Linked DNA regions of Mus musculus: all the other regions are linked to region 3. The links are chromatin contacts, called in public HiChIP or PLAC-seq maps. All regions are on one chromosome and are shown on one strand. Each heading gives the region's core, a stretch centred on a gene start, on an enhancer-like site or on the middle of the called end of the contact. The rest is flanking DNA. Distances are from core to core; before and after follow the strand shown.

What was found. HiChIP or PLAC-seq counts read pairs in DNA pulled down with a chosen protein or histone mark.
Region 1: a contact with region 3 is called in an H3K27ac HiChIP or PLAC-seq map of trophoblast stem cells, with 5 times the contacts expected there. The contact joins the promoter of Homer3 here to the promoter of Lpar2 in region 3. A contact is called at or near these places in 3 of 39 promoter capture datasets (cranial neural crest, neutrophils and pre-B cells), 3 of 484 Hi-C or Micro-C datasets (all in embryonic stem cells), 3 of 115 datasets of contacts at active chromatin or transcription factors (bone marrow-derived macrophages, large pre-B cells and trophoblast stem cells) and 2 of 9 other capture datasets (adipose tissue and liver).
Region 2: an H3K27ac HiChIP or PLAC-seq map of trophoblast stem cells shows a contact between it and region 3, with 11 read pairs. The contact joins the promoter of Armc6 here to the promoter of Lpar2 in region 3. A contact is called at or near these places in 8 of 39 promoter capture datasets (the 3T3-L1 cell line, the C10 cell line, cranial neural crest and 5 more), 2 of 484 Hi-C or Micro-C datasets (B cells and embryonic stem cells), 4 of 115 datasets of contacts at active chromatin or transcription factors (bone marrow-derived macrophages, embryonic stem cells, extraembryonic endoderm stem cells and 1 more) and 3 of 9 other capture datasets (adipose tissue, liver and pancreatic islet).
Region 4: a contact with region 3 is called in an H3K27ac HiChIP or PLAC-seq map of trophoblast stem cells, with 6 times the contacts expected there. The contact joins the enhancer-like site here to the promoter of Lpar2 in region 3. A contact is called at or near these places in 18 of 39 promoter capture datasets (the 3T3-L1 cell line, the C10 cell line, the HPC-7 cell line and 10 more) and 5 of 115 datasets of contacts at active chromatin or transcription factors (astrocytes, embryonic midbrain, extraembryonic endoderm stem cells and 2 more).
Region 5: an H3K27ac HiChIP or PLAC-seq map of extraembryonic endoderm stem cells shows a contact between it and region 3, with 4 times the contacts expected there. The contact joins the promoter of Mef2b here to the promoter of Lpar2 in region 3. A contact is called at or near these places in 3 of 39 promoter capture datasets (3T3-L1-derived adipocytes, embryonic stem cells and liver), 5 of 115 datasets of contacts at active chromatin or transcription factors (bone marrow-derived macrophages, effector CD8 T cells, extraembryonic endoderm stem cells and 2 more) and 3 of 9 other capture datasets (adipose tissue, embryonic stem cells and liver).
Region 6: a contact with region 3 is called in an H3K4me3 HiChIP or PLAC-seq map of bone marrow-derived macrophages, with 4 times the contacts expected there. The contact joins the promoter of Hapln4 here to the promoter of Lpar2 in region 3. A contact is called at or near these places in 19 of 39 promoter capture datasets (the 3T3-L1 cell line, the C10 cell line, the HPC-7 cell line and 10 more), 3 of 115 datasets of contacts at active chromatin or transcription factors (bone marrow-derived macrophages and embryonic stem cells) and 3 of 9 other capture datasets (adipose tissue, liver and pancreatic islet).

Annotation. Positions count from the first base shown.
Region 1 is chr8:70,281,639-70,284,800 of GRCm38.p6, forward strand. It overlaps Homer3 (homer scaffolding protein 3), which reads left to right and starts at 1,361. Exons shown (of 10, transcript NM_001146153.1): 1 at 1,361-1,462.
Region 2 is chr8:70,232,762-70,235,816 of GRCm38.p6, forward strand. Armc6 (armadillo repeat containing 6) reads right to left here and starts at 1,661. Exons shown (of 8, transcript NM_133972.2): 1 at 1,349-1,661. Sugp2 (SURP and G patch domain containing 2) reads left to right here and starts at 1,444. Exons shown (of 11, transcript NM_172755.4): 1 at 1,444-1,891.
Region 3 is chr8:69,820,655-69,823,990 of GRCm38.p6, forward strand. Lpar2 (lysophosphatidic acid receptor 2) reads left to right here and starts at 1,911. Exons shown (of 3, transcript NM_020028.3): 1 at 1,911-2,057; 2 at 2,900-3,336. The coding sequence starts at 2,909. It overlaps Gmip (Gem-interacting protein), which reads left to right. Exons shown (of 21, transcript NM_198101.1): 21 at 1-1,216. The coding sequence ends at 322.
Region 4 is chr8:69,327,169-69,330,401 of GRCm38.p6, forward strand. It overlaps the pseudogene Gm7688. Among named protein-coding and RNA genes, the nearest start is that of D130040H23Rik, 58 kb to the left of the region's middle. Within about 2 kb of position 1,948, at least 30 of the 459 cell types and tissues checked have an H3K27ac peak or open chromatin away from gene starts, as enhancers often do. A contact at or near this core is called in liver and trophoblast stem cells, where this site is marked.
Region 5 is chr8:70,151,489-70,154,380 of GRCm38.p6, forward strand. Mef2b (myocyte enhancer factor 2B) reads left to right here and starts at 1,273. Exons shown (of 9, transcript NM_001045484.2): 1 at 1,273-1,356. The region is part of intron 1 of Gm45929 (predicted gene, 45929); the gene reads left to right.
Region 6 is chr8:70,081,481-70,084,798 of GRCm38.p6, forward strand. Hapln4 (hyaluronan and proteoglycan link protein 4) reads left to right here and starts at 2,049. Exons shown (of 5, transcript NM_177900.4): 1 at 2,049-2,083; 2 at 2,940-3,060; 3 at 3,302-3,318. The coding sequence starts at 2,081.

The DNA.
Region 1 (3,162 bases), core at 111-2,610, 460 kb after region 3:
GGTCAAGGAGTGACAAACATCCTTGGAAAGGAGCACATTCCTGGGAGGGCGAGGGAGAGAAACTCGCCTGGCCTGAGAATATCTTCACTGAAAGTTAGCCACCTGCTCAGATCCCAGCAGACACCAGAGGGCTTGAGAAGAGAAAAAAATATATATCTGACATAAGAAATGCAAAGCTGAGAACCACAGACTCTGATTCGGACACAGCCATTTGTCCCCAGAACACGGAAACCCTTGCAGAAATTTCTAGAAAAGTGCAGCAAGGGATTTGCCACAGGGCTAGGGACCCACTGGCAGATAGGTGATCCCCTGAAGGATCCTCGGCGGGCTGCTGTGGCTGTGGACAGAGGCAGGACTCAGCCTACAGAGCTGCAGGGAGTTTGTCCATTTCATTGGAAGACAACACTAAGAGGACACTTGGATCCTAAGACTCTGTAACAATAACCTAGTTACTCCCAGAATTTATTTTTGAAAGTCAGGGTCTCACTATGTGGCCCTAGATGGCTTAGAACTCACTATATAGACCAATCTAGCCTAGAATTCACAGAGATTTGCCTGCTTGTTCTTTTCGTGGGAATTAGGATGGAGCCCAGGGCACCACAGACGCTTGACGAGGGCGTTACACACTGATTTGCAGTCCCACCCCCACCTTCGTTTTGGGGAGCTGGGCTCAAGCTGTCTTCATGCTTCAGTTGCTGAGGGTCCAGGAACTTTTTCTTTTCGAAGAAGCCACATGAAGACTCAGGGCCACCCTTGGTAGGAGGCAGGAAAGCGAAGGGTCGTTGTCCACCCATTTTCCGTGTTTCTCCCTATCTCTGGGTCACCAGATCACACTCCAGGACTTCTGCCTCTGTCTTCACACCCTGGCCCGCTACCACCCATCTAACACCCACACTTTTGTCTTCTCAGCCTTCAGCCCATCAGTCCAATGCTCTGCCCCAAGGCCGATCCAGACAGACCCTCCTCTTCCACCCCTCTCCCCACCCCGCTGTCTTTGTCCGCAGTCACCTTCTGTCTCTCTCCGCTGCCCTCCTGGATCCCTCCCCTCTGTCCAGTACTCTGCCTGATCCTAGGCCCCTGCCCTTAATCCCTCTGATCCCAGCCCCAGACTTTATGGGCCCCTCCCCCTCCTTCAAAAGCCACGCCCTCCCCACTTCCTTCAGTTGCCTCCCACTGGGTCCCCCCTTCAGAAGTTCCTCCTCTTGACCTCCTGGTGCCCTCCCCTTCCTCTGCCCTTTCACCCCGCCCAACTCCCCCCTCCATGTCCGCCCTCCTCTTCTTCCCTCTCGGGGTCCCCTCCCTCTTCCCCGCCCTCCGTAGCTGGCCAGCAGGGGGCGCTGGGCAGAGGCGGGGCGGCGCGGGGACTGGCCGCGATGGGACCGGAGGCGGCGCAGACAAAGGCGCGGGCGGCGCGGGGCGCGCGGAGGGCGCGGGCCGGAGGCTGCAGCGACGACGACGCGGGGTGAGCCAGACAGGGGGACCCCAGCTTCCGAGGCACAATCAGGGAGTCGGGGGCGCAGGAAACGCAGACGGTTTCCAAAGTTGCGGACTGTGAGGCGGGGCCCAGGAGCTGCGGGGTGCAGGCTGAGGGGTTGGGATCCTGGGGTGCCGGCTAGGGGGCCGGCTCAGGTGCTGGCTGGGGCGCGGGGCGCGTCTTCACCGGGTTCCTCAGCCGAGGTCCGGGTGTTGGGGACGCCGCATCGCGAGGCTCCGCCACTTAGAAGTTGCGGGTCAGCGGCTCCCGTAGTTGCCCTCACGAGCTGCCCTGGAGGGAGTGGGAACCGGTGCCAAATGGGAAGCCGGCGTGGGGCTCCTGGCAGGGTCCCCGCCGCGCGCGATCGCGGTTCTCCGCCCCGCGCCTCTGCTCCAAGGCGCGTGACTACTCAGTGAGTAACTTTTCCTGATGGTGGCAAGTCCAGGCAGGAGTGGTCCGACCGGAAGGGCCTGGGTTCGGGGACCCCTTTCCCCCAATCTCCGCCAGTTCCATTAGCGTCTCTGACTGGACAACCCCCCTACCCTCCCTCTGTATGGGAACTTAGGTTTCGCAGCTTCCCAAGACAGCTTGGAGGGGCCCTGACCTCAGACCCCGGGTCTTGACCTCCCGCACCCGCAGGACCCTCCTTCTCCTCCAATCTCCTTAGTTGAAATTTGGGGGACTTAGGAGAATGACAGGTGCAAGCGTTCATAGGAGGCTGGGGAGCTCCGTTCTCCCGGTCCTGTTCCCTGTTCACATGGTGGGGACTAGGATGAACCGCTGTGTGCAATGCGTGCTTGTGTGTGTGTGTGTGCCTGTGCGTTGAGACATGGTCCCACTCTGTAGCCCAGGTTGGCTTCAAAGTCTCCTCATTCTCCCCAGTGCTGGTGCCACCATACCAGGCTTTCATTTTTTCCTTTTAAGTAAGCTCCCTGGAGACTCAGACACAGAGTTATCTGGGCTAAGTGGTCCTTTCTCTCTCTCTCCTCTCTCTCTCTCTCTCTCTCTCTCTCTCTCTCTCTCTCTCTCTCTCTCTCTCTCTCTCTCTCTCTCTCTCTCTCTCTCTCTCTCTCCTCTCTCTCTCTCTCCCTCCCTCCCTCCCTCCCTCCCTCCCTTCCTTCCTAGAGTTATTTATTTTATTTATACAAGTACACTGTAGCTGTCTTCAGACACATCAGAACAGGGCATCCAATCCCATTACAGATGGCTATGAGCCACTATGTGGTTGCTGGGAATTGAACTCAGGACCTCTGGAAGAGCAGTCAGTGCTCTTACCCACTGAACCATCTCTTCAGCCCCGAAGTGGTCCATTTGTGGGATCAGCGAGGTCCTGATTTTCCTGTTAGGTCCCTGGAAGCACTCCACTTTTACTCCTTGAGATGGGTTTATCCCTCCATGATGACCAGGGAGGCCTTGAACTCCTGGGATGCATGATCTAACCGCCTTGGCTTTCAGATAGATAAAACCACAGGGCCTCACCACGGATCCAGCTTTGTCCCACATTTTGATGCAAGGCCCTCTGGGAGGAGAGGGGGGCTGTTGGATGGGAGGGGATGAATGAGATGTTCCACTCGGTTGATCTTGACCTCATGTTCAGTTCCTGTGGGAGGACACTTGCCCAGTGGTGGGTAACCTGGACAGTGAGTATAATCCTGCGTGCCAACAACCAGGCTATTCTCCAAGCCATA
Region 2 (3,055 bases), core at 411-2,910, 410 kb after region 3:
AACAAAAATTCCAACCCTGAAGCTCACAAAGCCATAGGAGAAAATTGACTCCCACAAGTCCTCTGATCTTACATGAAGGACACAGTATAAATGACACATCAATGTATAAAGATCAAATTTGTAAAAGCCACACTCTGGTTAGGGCTTTATGGTACAAGCCTGTGATCTCCAGCCCCAAGCCAGCCTAGGCTACAGAGTGAGACCCTGTGTGGAAGGAACGAGTGTAAAAGCTGAGGTGCTGGGAAAAAAGTGTTCAGTCAGCAGGTGAAGGTGTGCCGCTCCATCATCACAACTTGAGTTCAGTTTCAGCACTCACATCTGGTAGTTCACAACTTGTGCATACATGTAAACACACAATAGTCATGATGATGTTAAATAATATTGATAACAAATAATTTATTAATAATAATAGTTATTAAAGCACAAATGAAGCAGAGGCAGGCTAACCTCTGAACTGGAGGCCAGCACAGTCTACAGTGCAAGTTCCTGGACAGCCAGGACGACACGGAGAAATCCTGGCTTGAAAAACAACAACAAAACAAGAAACACTGATACCAGAACAACGGAGGCAGAAATGGTAGACCTCTGTGAGTTTCTGGCCAGCCTGATCTACACAGTGAGACCCTCCTGACCCCCTCCCCCGTCTTGCCCCTCAAGTAAACAAAACCTGTCTAGGTCAAGCAGCCTTACTGTCACATGAAATAATCCCGTTTTTGTTTTTTATGTTAGGGATTCATGTAGACCTGACTGACCTTGAACTCCTGATTTCCAGTCTCCAAACAACCCCCTGGCTCATCAGTTGTTTTTGAGGCAGTGTCTGGTCTTGTAGCCCAGACTGGTATCAAACTCGCAGCAATCCTTCTGCCTCTGCTTCTTGAGTGCACCACAACGCCTGTTCTTTCTTTTGGCTGTTTTTATTCTGAAATATGGGCTGGCTACATAGCCAAAGCCGGTCTAGAACTCATCAATCCTTCTGTCTCCCTAAAGCAGTCATGACAGGTGCAGCAACCACGCCCGCTCCATCACTACTACATGAACAGCAACACCAGCGTCCCCTGAACCAGAGTCACACTGTCTTGAACCTCTTGTACTCCTGGCTCCACTGCCTAGAATGCGGCCGACCCTGTAGCAGGTGCTCAGGTGCACACAGGCGCAGCGCGAATGAATAAAATGAATGAAAGAACCTGCACAAGAAAGGCGAAGCATTTGCTTCCCAAGTATCTCTGGGACGATTCTCTCCTTCCCCCAAACCAAGTCCGCGAGAGTCGTGCAAACACCACCACCCCGACCCCGCGGCGCCCACTCCCCACTGCGCCAGCCACAAGCACAGGCGGCCGGTGCTCCTCACCGGGTCTACGCAGCCACGTGGGGAAAGGGTGGGGCTCGCAGCTGTCACCCGAGACTTTGCCTTTGGCTCCTTCGAGCCACCATATAAGCGCAAGCGCAGAGGCGCCGCCTCGCCTCGGCGTCCCTCCTTCAGCCGAGAGGCTCCTTTCCGGGGCAACGAGGGCGACCGCGAGCACAGGTAAAGCGAAGGGAGCCACAGAATACGCGTGGGCCTGAGACTCTTGCAGTACTCTCAATGCTACTCCTAGGTGTCGCTTCCCCTCAAAAGAGATAGTTTTCACCTAGGTAGACTCGGCCCTGAGAAGTGAGCAGCGCGCCTGCGCGAAAGAGCGAAGATGGCTGCCCTCGACGCTTGCGCATGAGGACCTAGGCGGTGGCAGCCAGCGCCTGCGCACCAAGGCAAGGCAGAGGCTTGCGCCTGCGCGACGCGGCGCTGCGGAAACCGTTGGCTCATTTGCATCTCCCCGCCTCGCCAGGCGGTGGATAAGGGGCCCGAGGCGGCGGCGGCAGCGGCGGGGGCGGCACCGCACGCGGCAGGCTCCGGGTGAGGCCCGGGCCCTGGAGACCTGGGAGGGCTGGCCCGGGGTGGGAAGGACTCTGGGTGTCTCTAGGGCGAGCGCGCTCCTCCAGCCTGTCTGGCGGGTCCATTCATTACGCTTGAGCCCTCAGTCGGCCGGGCGAGTTGGGCGTAACGGCGAGCGGGCTTCGGGCCTCCAGCTGCCGGGAACCACTGCAGCCTCCGAGTCTGCCAGTACCATAGACGGGGAAACGGAGGTGCAGACAGATTAGGTACCTTGATTAAATTTCAGGATCAGCTGACCCGGAGGAGTCCCTGCTCTTAAATGACAGAGAACAAGGGGCGTCCTATCGCTTTCCCAGGGTGTGGGGAAACGGGGTGATGGTTATAGAAATGACCAGAAGGGAGGTTTACCTCTTGAAGTTGGAAGTGTCATAAGGAAGGCTGTCACTGATATGTATGCTGCCTTATTTTTTTTTAACATTCAGAAAGTGCCCTCACAATGAATGCCCTGTTGGTCAGGCTCAACATTAGGATGCCTGACCTAGTGGTTCACTTCTTCAAGTCTGCTTTTCTCCCGTGTGTGAACATTTTTTTCTTTCATTCCTTTTTTCTTTCTTTCTTTTTCTTTTTCTTTTTTTTTTTTTTTTTTTTTAAGGCAGGGTCTCAAACTGATTATGATGGCTCACCCCTATAATCCCAGTTCCCAGGAGGCAGAGACAGGGTGGATTTTCCTTTCAATGCCAACCTTAGTGTGTATGTATGTGTGTGTGTGCACACACAAAGTTTGAGGCCAACCAGAGGTGTGTAAGGAGATCATTTGGAATCTCTCCTACTCAACCATGCTACCAAAAAAAAAAAAAAAAAAAAAGTAAATAAAACTAAAAAGATTGGGTCTGCAGAACCTGGCAGTGCACACTGGCAATCCTAGTTCTTGGAAGGCAAAAGCAGGAGGATCAGAGGTTTAGTGCTCATGCCAAAGTGGGCTACTCTGTTGTAGTTGCAAAAAATCCAAACAACAACAAAACAAAACCCTCATGCACACACAAAACTGGGTCTTGCTATGTAGCCTAGGCTGGTCTGGAATAAACTAGGTAGCTCACACAGGTTTTAAACCTGCAAACCTGTTGCTCAGCCTCTTAAATAGCTGAGATTACATGCTTGTACCACCAGATACCTCTGTGTGTGTAT
Region 3 (3,336 bases), core at 661-3,160:
CCGCCAGCCAGTGAAGTATTCCCGGGGAGGTGTGAGGCCAGTTACTCATCAACTCTCCAGCCTGGCTCTGGTGGCCTCCAAGCTGTGTGAGGAGACTCCTGTCACTGTCTCAGCAGTGCACCGAGGTAGTTTGAGGGTACGAGGTTTGGGCCCTGCTGCTGCCTGCCCTGAAGGCAGCCCCCTGCGCCGGAACCCTCTGCCCAAGCACTTTGAGATCACCCAGGAGACAGCCCGACTTCTCTCCAAGCTGAACAGTGATGCTGTGTCCAGGACCACCTGTTGTGCTGACCCAGAGCCTGAGGAGTCTGAAGAGCACCTCTGACCACCTACCATCCTGAGGGACCCAGAACTGAATTGATGGTCCCTGACCCAACCTGGTGACCAAACCAATTCAGTGGGGTGTGGGGAGAGACGGGGTTACCAGTGAGTTCCGGTAATGAAGATTACCTACCTGTGGGAGTCCCAAGACACTTGGTTGAAGTGTCCCATCATCTCCCTGCCAGAGGAGATTTAAACAGCTAGGCAACACAGGTGCAGGTGTTTCGGGGTCAAGACTCAATGGTCAATACAGATCAGTAGATCCTTGGGGACTACCCGAGTCTCTGACCTCTGAGACGGGTGTCTTGACTATTTCAGTCATAATGGCTCCTGGCCCTACTACACTTGCAGCAGTAACAGACTCCCAAGTTAGCAGGTGGCTGCAGCCCAGCCCTGTCTCCTTTTAATTTGTTTGTTTGTTTGTTTGTTTTAAGCTAAGTCTCACTGTGTAGCTCTGGCTGGTCTGGAGCTCCCTTTGTGAGCCACAAATCCTCTGCCTCCCAAGTGCTGGCTAAATCTGTGTTCTTACAACCTCCAAATAAAACCATATCCTGCTGCCGGCAGGAGGGCTGACCGCAGTGGTGCTTGCTGTAAAGCCTCACATTTGTTGGACCTCCCAGAGCCACTTAGTGGAAGGAGAGAGCCCATCCCTACAAATTGTCTGACCTGTGCACATGCACAAATAAAAGAAAATTTTAATTTAAAAAAAAAAATCCGCTGGGCGGTAGTGCCACACACCTCTACTTGATCCTAGCACTCAGGAGATAGAGGCAGGAGGATCTCTGAGTTTTATGCCAGCCAGGTGTACAGAGAAAGTTCCAGGACAGCCAGGGCTACACAGAGAAACCCTGTTTCAGAAAAACAAAATAAAATAAGATAAATCTTGTCTGTTCTTGCACATTTGTCTTTGTGCTGGAATGCTGACAATAAGTCACCAGTAAGAGCAGCGTCTTTAACCCTTTATTAAGGGCCAGATGATGGAACCAAGGCTTCTAAACACACCCTGGGAAACCTACTGGCAATTAGTGTAGGGCCTGGAGCCCAAGATGAGTCACTCAGCTCAGTGTCCCTGATCCGGTTCTACACAATCAAATACAACTCGGTGCAGATAATCGGGACAATGGGGCTGTGTGCTGCGAACCGGGGGAGGTCAGGGGAGGAGGCTGCTGCAGGCTCGAGCCAGCGGCAGGCTGGGGCGAGACTTCGGGAAGCAAGGTAGTGCGGCAGCAGTGGGGCGAGGGTCCAGCCGGGAGATTGACCACGGAACAGTGGGGCGGGGCTTGCAGCTCGGTAAAGGATTGGACAGAAACGGGGGGGGGGGCGCCCGCAGAGCCCCCCCCCCCCCCGCTGTGGATCTTTTCAACTGCCAGGTGACTCAGCCCCAAAGGCGCGAAAGGGCAAGCACGTGAGATGTGCGGGGGGGGGGGGGGGGGGGAGTAGAAAGGGTGCCCCACGTGGGAAAAGGGGGCTGTGGGGAGGCGGTGAAATGACCACAGTTTCAGGAGATCACACTTCCGACGTGGGGGTGGGACTTTCCAGGGGGCGGGACACCCCCAAGGGCCAAGAGCTAAGGCAGGTGGGGGCGTGGCTTTGAGGTCCCGCCTCTCCCGCCTCCTCAGCCGGGGGCTCCAGGAACACCGGACGCTGCTGCGCAACCGCTCGGTTGCCCGGCCATGGGTCTCAGTCCTGCTTCAACCCACCGCGAGCCAGCCCCATCTGCCGCTTGACTGGATGTGCAGGTAAGACCAACACCAACCGGTTTAGGGTGGGTGCAGGCCACCGAAGAAAGCGAGGCGGGGCCCCCTCTTCTCCACAATCCTTCTCCTAGCCCAGGGTTGTCTGCAATACCCTCTTTTGTCCTGGAGGCCTTCTTGGCCCTCAGTCCCACCCAGGAATGGACTGCTTTCAGAGCTCTTGCGCGGAATCCTGCCTGTAACTCAACTTCTGGGCGGTCTCTGTCTACTCTGCTCGCGCTAAGTCCCCTCAGTGCCTTGGCATTGCCCTCCGGGTGTTGACCACGGACCTCGCTCTGGTGTGCACACACCCCCTGGCCTCTGCACTGTGCAAGGACCCTGGCACAAGTTTGATCTTCTTAAGGCTAACCCCAGCAGCTCACTCCGCCTTTGTGCTGCCCCAGCCAACCCACCCACGCCCATTGAAAACCACAGGTGTCCAACCCAGTCACGGATTAGTGGCACGTGGCACTGAATTGCAATGTGGATGCATTTGCTCTGGGTTCTTAAGATTTAAAAAAGAAAAGAAAAGCCGATCAGAAAACCGTTTTAAATTGTTATGCCAGCATTCAGCAGAGGCTAGTGGATCTCTGATTTTGAGGCCAGTGTGGTCTCAAAGCAAGTTCTAGGTCAGTTGGGATGCATCGAGAGACCCTGCTTTATGAGTAAATAAATAGAAATTGCTTTTTAAAGGTCACTTTGGCCTTCAGCACAGACTTCTTGCACAGAGGGCCTCTGATCCTGTAGGTTGCACTCACCCAATCTTGATTCTAGTCTCTGGCCACTGCTTTGTTCAAGTGCCCTTCCATCAGGGGCCACCTGCACTGATCTGTCTTCTGTATCCACAGGCAGCCATCATGGGCCAGTGCTACTACAACGAGACCATCGGCTTTTTCTATAATAACAGCGGCAAGGAGCTCAGCCTTCACTGGCGCCCCAAAGATGTGGTGGTGGTGGCCCTGGGGCTGACAGTCAGTGTGCTGGTATTGCTGACCAATCTGCTGGTTATTGCAGCCATCGCCTCCAACCGACGCTTCCACCAGCCCATATACTACCTGCTTGGCAACTTGGCTGCGGCTGACCTCTTCGCTGGCATGGCCTACCTCTTCCTCATGTTCCATACTGGCCCACGCACTGCCAGGCTCTCCATCAAAGGCTGGTTCCTGCGACAGGGCCTGCTGGACACCAGCCTCACGGCGTCAGTGGCCACACTGCTGGCCATCGCTGTGGAACGGCACCGCAGTGTGATGGCGGTACAGCTACACAGCCGCCTGCCCCGGGGCCG
Region 4 (3,233 bases), core at 698-3,197, 490 kb before region 3:
GCATATGCAACTCTTTGGAGTTAACTCTCAGTTAACTCCAGTTGCAGTCAGTTTGACTACCAAGAATAGCCATAACAACAGGCAAGACAGAAGAGCTAAAGATAATTTTTACCAGCAGCATGGCAGTCATTTTTCTTACAAAACAAAACAAAACAAAACAAAACCAAGAAGCATAGGGATTTTCTTTAGGGAGTCTGGACACATTCATGTAGAGTTCTGCCTATTCCTAACTATGTTCATTTAAAGAAATTCTACTTTAGAACATGATCACAATGTAAAAGCCAAACATTTGGTGATTTGGTGTCGTTTTTAGCTCAAAATTGTGCAGAAATATACATAATTTATTTTAAAAGACAGAAGAAAATGTCTCTGGCATGTTCATTTTGTACCTCAAGATCTTAACTGAAACTCAAATGTTAATCAATCCGGAGGAAAGTAAGACCACTACAGCAACTTTTGGACTGCTGGAAGCAATGGTGATTTTTGTATCCAAGAGCTAGCCAGCAACTGCCTCCTAATTCTTTTTTGTTTGTTTGTTTGTTTGTTTGTTTTTTGTTTTTTTCGAGACAGGGTTTCTCTGTATAGCCCTGACTGTCCTGGAGCTCACTCTGTAGACCAGGCTGGCCTCAAACTCAGAAATCCACCTGCCTCTGCCTCCCGAGTGCTGGGATTAAAGGCGTGCGCCACCACGCCCGGCCTGCCTCCTAATTCTAGTTAAAGAGATCAACCCTGAATCCACTTTTAGTGCCCCATTTTAAGAGTAAAATCACAAGTATTTCCCAAGCAGGTTTACAGAAAATAGACAATGAGAGAAAAAGGAAATATAAAACAACAACAACAACATCCCAACAAAACAAACAAAAACAGCAACAACAACAAAATAACATCATGTGGCCAATATGCAGTTATATAGGGTCAGATATAGTCAGGGTGTTCTCCAAAATATGTAAAGTTCATGGGTCGGGGCAAGACAGGCTCTAGGACAAAGGCTTAAACACAGCAAATCAGCTCTTATAGTAAATATCAACTTAATTTTTCATAATACAGCATAATGGCCCCTACCTTCAAAATGGAGTCAGACAAATTTCTCATCAGTGACACTGCAAACAAAAAGATAGATATATCAATGTGACAATCCCCACACATACAAACAAGAGATACCACATATATAGAGCAAACATCAAGGGTAAGTCACCTATTAGCACAGTAGATGTTGTACTTAGATGAACAGCTATACTGAGCTATTTTATACTCAGAACAAGGTTGCTTTTCCTTCTGGGCAGGTTGGCTCAGAGGAAGGTCATGGATGCCTCCGTGCAGGACCAGAAAGAGTTCATTTTGACTAAGCCTGGAGGCTGTCTGTCTCAGGACTGTGACAACACCAAACAGTGTGTTGAGTATTTTTCTTCGTAAATGAATGGTAAGAGATTTTAGATGTTAATTGGTATCAGCAGCATTGAAATAGCACGTCAAGGCACCGGAGAGATGGCTCAACAGTTTAGAGAGGTGGCTGCTCTTCTAGAGGATCCAAGTTTAATCCCAAGTATACACTTCTTGTTCTATCCTTCATTTTTATGGTTATATGGATATCTGCCTAGTTGTGTCTGTACGCAGTACCGACAGCACCCAGAAGAGGGCGGAAGATACCAACCATTGGAGTCACAGCACATTGTTAGCTACCTGGGTTAAGGAAATGGAACCTGGGTCCTCTGGACAGCACTCAGTGCTCTTATCTGCTGAGCCAACTCTCCAGCCCCTCTTCTTTTAATTTAAAGTTTACTTTTGTACTTGTTCATTGAAATATATTGCATCTCATACACCCTTCCTTGTCCTCCCTCCTTCCCTTCCCAAATTCTTCCTTGTCATGCATGAGTAAGTAAGCTCTTAATATATGACTACAACCGGCCCCAGTCACTGAGCCGCCGCCGGAGGACTCAGCTGCCTCCCCCTCGAGCCCTCTTGCTTCCCGAAGCTACGTCCCCCACGCCCGCCTTCTCCCGCAGCCGCCTTCCGCAGGCCATTTCCGCCGAGGAAAAGGAATCTTTTCGTATGTCCGCTATCCAGAACCTCCACTCTTTCGACCCCTTTGCTGATGCAAGTAAGGGTGATGACCTGCTTCCTGCTGGCTCTGAGGATTATATCCATATAAGAATTCAAAAGAGAAACGACAGGAAGACCCTTACAACTGATCACTGATGAGTACGATAAAAAGAAACTAGTGAAGGCGTTTAAGAAGAAATTTGCTTGCAATGGTACTGTAATTGAGCATCCAGAAGAAAATGGAGAAGTAATTCAGCCACAGGGTGACCAGCGCAAGAGCATATGCCAGCTCCTGATAGAGATTGGACTGGCTGAGGAAGATCAACTGAAGGGTCATGGGTTTTAAGTGCTCGTGGCTTAAGTGAGGATTTCCTTGCAATGAGTAGAATTTCCCTTCTGTCCCTTGTCACAAGTTTAAAAACCTCACAGCTTGTATAATGTAATCATTTGGGGTCCGCTTTTAACTTGGACTAGTGTAATTCCTTCATGCAATTAACTGAAAAGAGCCACAATACAACACACACACACACACACACACACACACACACACACACACACACACACACACACACACATACAACCTGCTGAGTCTGTTGTTGTTGTTGTGTTCATTTGTTTGTTTGTTTGTTGTTTATTGTGTGTATATGGTTTCAGGAGTGATTACATTGCATTAAGTGGCCAACTAGGGAGCGCATTCCTGCCTCAGGCAGATTCTCTGACTTGCAGATGAATTGAACTGTTAATGAACAGTGGGCGTCTAACCCCTCTAATGACCTAGGCTGTCTTGGACAGCAAATATTATAAAGATTAGAAACCTAGGGATGGAAAATACACGAGCAGTTGAGAACACTGCCGATTTTCTGAGGGCACCCAGGTTTCCTTCCCAGCACACTCAGCAGCTCACATCTATCCCTAACTCCAGCTTCAGGGAATCTGAAAAAATCTGTTCACCTCCTAGGCAGCCATAAATTCACCAAGCAGGAATGAGGCAAAGTCACATAAACAGGCAAAACTCCCATATACATGAAATACAAGTGAAATTCTATTTCTGAAGAAGGAGGAGGAAGTGGAGGCAGAGGAAGAAGAGGAGGAAGAGGACAAGAGGAGGAGTAGGAAGAAGAAAAGAGGGAAGGGGGGAAAGGAGAGAGGTACAGGAAAGGGGAGGGGGAGGAGGAGGACCTTGTACCATAAAA
Region 5 (2,892 bases), core at 23-2,522, 330 kb after region 3:
GAACTCAGAAATCTGCCTGCCTCTGCCTCCGGAGTGCTGGGATTAAAGACGTGCGCCACCGCGCCTGGCTATTGTTTGTCTGTTTTTATATTTATTTTGAGCCAGGGTTTTACTATGTTGCCCAGGCTGGCCTTAGTTAGACTTAGCATCTTCATGTGATTGTCTCAGCCTCCTGAGTACCTGGGATTACAGACTCAGCCACCAGGCCCAACTTATTTCTTATCTAGAGACAGTAGTCTCAAAATTACCCAGGATGCACTTGAGCTCTGTGTACCTCATACTGGCCAGAAACTTAGCACACTCCAGCCGACTGGAGCAACTGGGAGGACAGGCTGTGTCACCAAACCAGCTGCTAACTGTACTTCACTCCTATTAAGGTGTATGGTCCTGACTAGCCAGTCCAAGGTAAGGTCAGGGTCATCACAGTGAGGTCCAGGAGCCCTGACTCCTTAAGGAGGAGCCTAGCTGTTTGTACAGCCTTGCCCAGTGTTTTTTAATTTTTAAGATAATATATATTTGTATATGATTGTGGGGGGGAGGCGTCGTCTGTGCCATAGCAGGAGGACAGAGGACAACTTACTGGTGTGGGTTCTCTCACTCCACGTTTTCATACCGGAGATAGAACTCCTGTTACCATGCTTAGCAGGAAACCCCTTTACCCACTGAACCATTTCGTCTGGCTCCACGACCCTGTTTTCTTTTTCTCTTTTTTCTTTCTCTTTCCTTTTTTTTGTCTGGCTCCACGACCCTGTTTTCTTTTTCTCTTTTTTCTTTCTCTTTCCTTTTTTTTTTTTTTTTGTTGTTGGTGGTGGTAGTGATGGTTTTGGTTTGTTTGTTTGTTTGTTTGTTTTTTGTTTGTTTCCAGACACAGTTTCTCAGTGTGGCCCTGGCTGTCCTGGAACTTGCTCTGTAGACCAGGCTAGCCTCAACAATCACCAGCCTGTACTTCTCCAAGGGCTGGGATTAAAGTTGTATGCCACTATGCTCTGGTTGTTCTGTTTTGTTTTGGTTTTGATAGGGTCTCGCTCTGTATCCCATGCTGGCCTGCAACTAGCTGCAGTACTCCTGCCTTAGCCTCCTTGGCGTGCACTTCTCAGTCAGGCTTCTCTTTGGATCCTAGCATCTTCTCTCGGACGGACCTAGTTTGAAACGTCTAGGAGCCAGAACACAGCCAAGTATCCGCCCCTATGCAAATAACCTACTTCCACCCAATCAGCTCTTGAGGGCGGGGCTGCGCGGGAAGGCATCTGCCACTGGGCCAGAGCTATGCTCAGTGCAGCAGAAGCATAGGCGCCTGGACCCTCACAGTGCGCAGCAGGTGTGGCCAGCAGGGACCAGACTCCCGGGACTCCTGAGGTGTGCGCGGGTCTCGGGGCGGGTGGGATGCAGAGAGCCGTGAGTGTGTGTGTGTGTGTGTGTGTGTGTGTGTGTGTGTGTGTGTGTGTGTGTGTGTGTGTGTGTGTGTGTATGCGTGTGTATGCGCGCGCTGTCTTTGGGTTAGGGGGCCTTGCTTTCAGGAGTGTTTGCTGAGTAGGGTTTCAACTAGCCTAGTCTGGAAGTTACTATGTAGCTCATCTAGCCTCAAACTCACAGCAGTTCTCCTGCCTCAGACTCCTGAGTGCTGAGATCACAAGCATGTGACCATTAAATTGTTGGAGGTTTCTTCTTTCTCTTGAGAAGAGGGGGTTTAAGACAGGTCTTGCTCTGTAGTCTAGGTTAGTCCAAAATTCACTATGTAGTTCCGGCATTCGTAGTTCAAACTCAAAGCAGCTCTCCACTCTCAGCCTTCCAAGGTCCAGGATCTCAAGGGTGTGACCACACTCCACTGTTGGAAGTTTCAGTTGGCAATTTTAGAGAGGGTTTCACTCTACAGTCCAGGTTGGCCTAGAAGTCTATGTAGCCATACCTGGTGCTTCATGCCTTTAATCCCAGTCAGGCAGATCTTTTCAGGCTAACCTGTTCTACATAGTGAGCCCTAAGTGAGGCTGTATCATGAGACCTTGGGGTTGGGAGGAGCTCTGTAGCTCAGGCTAAGCTAGAACTCATGGTAGTGGATCTTTGGTCTCCCAAGTGCCAAGATCACAGATGTGTACCCGTGGGTGGCTGTGTTTGTGGTTTTCTTTGTTTTAGGTAGAGGGGGGTTGAGAGGTTGAGACAGGGTCTTTGTGTGTAGTCCAAAATAGCCTTGAACTTTCATCAGTCCTCCTGCCTCCGTTTCCAAAATGTCGGATCACAGGTGTGTTCCTACTTGAGGCTGTATTTGAAGTTTTGGTGATGGTTGATTGTGATGGCACTATATCTGGATACTGGCTGGTTTTGTGTGTCAACTTGACACAGACTGGAGCTATCACAGAGAAAGGAGCTTCAGTTGGGGAAGTGTCTCCATGAGATCCAACTGTGGGGCATTTTCTCAATTAGTGATCAAGGGGAGAGGATTCATTGTGGATGGTGCCATCCCTGGCTGATAGTCTTGGGTTCTATACGAAAGCAAGCTGAGCAAGTCAGGGGAAGTAAGCCAGTAAAAAACATCCCTCCATAGCCTCTGCATCAGCTCCTGTATCCTGACCTGCTTTGGTGATGAACAGCAATTTGGAAGTGTAAGATGAATAAACTCTTTCCTCCCCAACTTGCTTCTTGGTCATGATGTTTGTGCAGGAATAGAAACCCTGACAAAGACAAATTGGTACCAGAAGTGGGGTATTCCTGTGACAACCTGACCATGTTTTGGGGAGGACTGTGGAAGGACTTTGGAACTTTGGGCTAGAAGACCCATTGGGATGTTAAGAGCTCTGTGGGATGTTCTGTAGGAACTTGGAAGATAATGTTGAGAACAGTGCAGAAGATGGAGGCCTGGCTTGTGAAATTTCAGAGGGATGATTAAAGACTCTTATC
Region 6 (3,318 bases), core at 799-3,298, 260 kb after region 3:
GTTTCAGAGGCTCAGTCCATTGTCATCATGGCAGGAGGCATAGCATGCAGGCAGACATGGTGCTGAAGAAGGAGCTGAGAGCTCTTCATTTTGACCCAAAATGAAGTCCAGAAGAGGACTGATTCTGGCAACATGAGATCTCAAAACCTACCCCTAAAGTGACACACTCTCTCCAAGGCCCAAGGCCACACATACTCCAAGGAGGACACACCCCTTAATAGTGTCACTCCCTGTGGGCCAAGCATGCAACCACATAACTCTACAGGTGTCACACCTATTCAAACCACCACACATGGAGAGGAGCATAACTAGCCATGCAGTGGAGTTAGGCATCTAGAGACGATTCTAGCCCAAGGTCACACCTGAGCACAGCTAAGTTATGAACTGACTTCCAGCCTAACTTCCCAGGGCAACTGAGCCTGGCTAGACAGCAAAGGGCTGGAAAACCGGTCTCCATTTCCTGTCTTGCATCTGGAAACTGGTTGAAGAATGGAGTTTGCAGATGACTGGGGCCCTGAGCCTCTGGGCAGGGCCAACTGTTTACCAGTTTTCTAGTGGAAACACAGTCATAACAGTTCCTACCTTGCCCAGAGACCTGTGCAGGCTGAGAGGTCTGCCTCAGGCAAGGTAAAGAGTGGAACTTAGACCTGTTCCTCTGGGCCCTGGGTTTCTTGGGTGATTGCCCAGTGAGCAGATGGGTAAAGCAAGACTGGCCGGCCCAGGCCCTTAACCAAGCCCTTGTACTGCTGCCGGTGAAGAGAAGACTTACTCCAGTCTAGCCTAGAAAAGCCATAGCATCTGGCTGTGGAGCCCAGGCTAGCCTCAAACTTGCTATCCTTCTGCCTTAGCCTCTCTTATACCTCCATGCCTGGCTTTCCCTGACCTCCTCCCCCACCTCCTCCTCCTCCTCCTCCTCCTCCTCCTCCTCTTTAACAAGGTCTTTGTGTAACTCTAGTTGTCCTGGAACTCTGTAGAAAATAAGGTCCTATGTATCCCAGGCAGGCCTTAAATTCCCACTGTAGCCCAAGGTAACTTTACTTTCCTCAATTAGTTATTTTGAGATAAGTTCTCTCATAGTAGCTCTGGCTGTCCTGGAACTTACTACGTAGAACAGGCTGGCCTCTAACTTACAGAGATCCGCCTGCCTCTGCCTCCCAAGTGCTGAGACTAAAGGCGTGTGCCGTCACAGAAGCAACAAATGAGGCTTCAAACGCATGATTGTCCTACCTCTGCCTCTTGCCTCTTAGCATGTTTTACCTGCATGTACCACCACAACTGGCCCAAAGATGACTTTAAATTCCTAACCCCACCGCAGCCTCTCTGGTGTTGAAATGACTAGCCTCCCTCTGGAACCCAGAACCACAGGCATGCTAAGCGATCCCTTCTCCAACTGAGCTTCAGCCTCAGCCTCCAGCTAACACATGGCCTGGAGATAGGCCAGGCTCGTCTCAAGCTTGCTGTCTACCTGCCTCTGCTGAGATTAGAGACTAGCTCCAAACCCCTTCCCTTTTTTCCTTCTCATCCTAGGCTGACCTCGAACCTGCAGAAGATAACTTTAAACTGCTGGTTCTCCTTTCTCCCTCCAGAATACTTGAGTAACAGTTGTGTGTCTCTACCATAAAATAAAGTGTGTTGGGGTGGCAGGGAGGCTCGTGGACTTGAGTCTTTCCTGTGCTGGCAGGAGCTGGAAGACTTGATTAAGGAGCTTGGCCGACCATCTTAGTTTACCCTTCTGCTCACTGGGTGGTTATATGGGACTCCTATGCGGCAGCACGCCTGTCATCCCAGGTGTGGAGTACCAGCTCAGTCCAGTGAAACTAGTCAACTTAGTCCTCGTGGGTGAGAGGTTGGGATGGGTCACTATTACAGTGCTCTCAATTCCCCGTGCTGGGGGGTGAGGGTTGTCCCACCCCCACCCCGTGCTGTGCGTGCGCACGCGCGCGCGGCACCTTTAAAGCGCCCTCCTCTGCTTGCAGGCAGACGCCCGGATTGCGCGACCGGCAGGACCAGCTGGCCAGACCGCTGTGCGCGTGCGCAGTTGGGGAAGCGCACTGGCCGCTCAGCAAGGGCCACGACCAGGATGGTGAGTGCCACGCTGCACTGGTTTTCGAATCTCACATTTGTCTCTGTCTCTCTTCTCTCTGCCTCTCTCCGCCCTCTCTTTTCCTCTTGCCTCCTCTTTCTCTTTCTTTGGCACTTTCCCTTTCTCTGCCTCTTCAATGTCTCCCCCATGTTTGGGGGTGGTGGTGGAGAAGAGCGCTCACTTATTCTTTTTCCGTGTCTCTCCCACTAGTATCTCCTTCCTCTACCTCTGAGTCTCTGCATCTCTGATCCTACACCTCTATTTTTGCGTCTCTGGGTCACTGTCTCTGAGTCTCTGGGTCACTGTCTCTGCGTCTCTATTTATGAGTTTCTATCTCTGCGTCTCTATCTCTGTGTCTCTGCATCTCTGTGTCTCTGAGTGCATCTTTGCGTCTCTGTCTCCGAGTCTCTGGGTCTCTCTCTGTCTTTGCCGCTGTCTCCGGGTGTCTGTCTCTGAGTCTCTATCTCTGAATCTCTTCCTCTGAGTTCCTGTGTCTCTGTCTCTGTCTCTGTGTCTCAACTCTGGGTCTCGCTCCCTCTATCTCTCCTGGCCTGGCTCAGTAGCCCGTTGCCCCCCACCTCTCCAATCCTGTCCCTCTATCCCCAACCCCCGCTCGTGCTGCCGGGCTTGCTGCAGTCTCCTGGCGCGCTGATAACCTTGCGGCCCCGGTCCGCGCTGCTGCTCCCCCTCCCGTGCGCTCCCGTAACGGGGGCAGGGACTTAGGGAAGACGAAAGGAAATCTCCTGACCCTCCGTCAGTTCCACGGTTGATTCGCGCCTGAGACCCTTTTGGGGAGGGCTGGCAGAGCTAGGGGCTGTTGGGGCAGTACAGCTGGAAGCAGCTCCTGTACCCGCAGGCGTGTGCTCCAGGAGCCCTCGGTCACCGCGCACTCTGGGCCGTGGCCTGGGGACTCCTGCTGCTGGTCCCCGTGCTCGCAGGGGCGCAGCGTGGCAGGAAGAAAGTCGTGCACGTGCTGGGTGAGTTTTGTGGGAAGCTCTGGTCATCCCCTGCAATCCCCAATACACGCGTGCGCGCGCGCGCGCGCGCACACACACACACACACAGCGGTGGCCTAGAGTGAACGATGGGAGTGGGATGGGGTGGCGGATTGCCATGGTCCCCTACATTCAATCTCTGAGCTCCTTTCCCATCCTAGACCCACATCCTCTCCCTGAGGGACCCTACCGCACCTTTGACCCCTGATTGGTCGCCCCGCAGAGGGCGAGTCCGGTTCC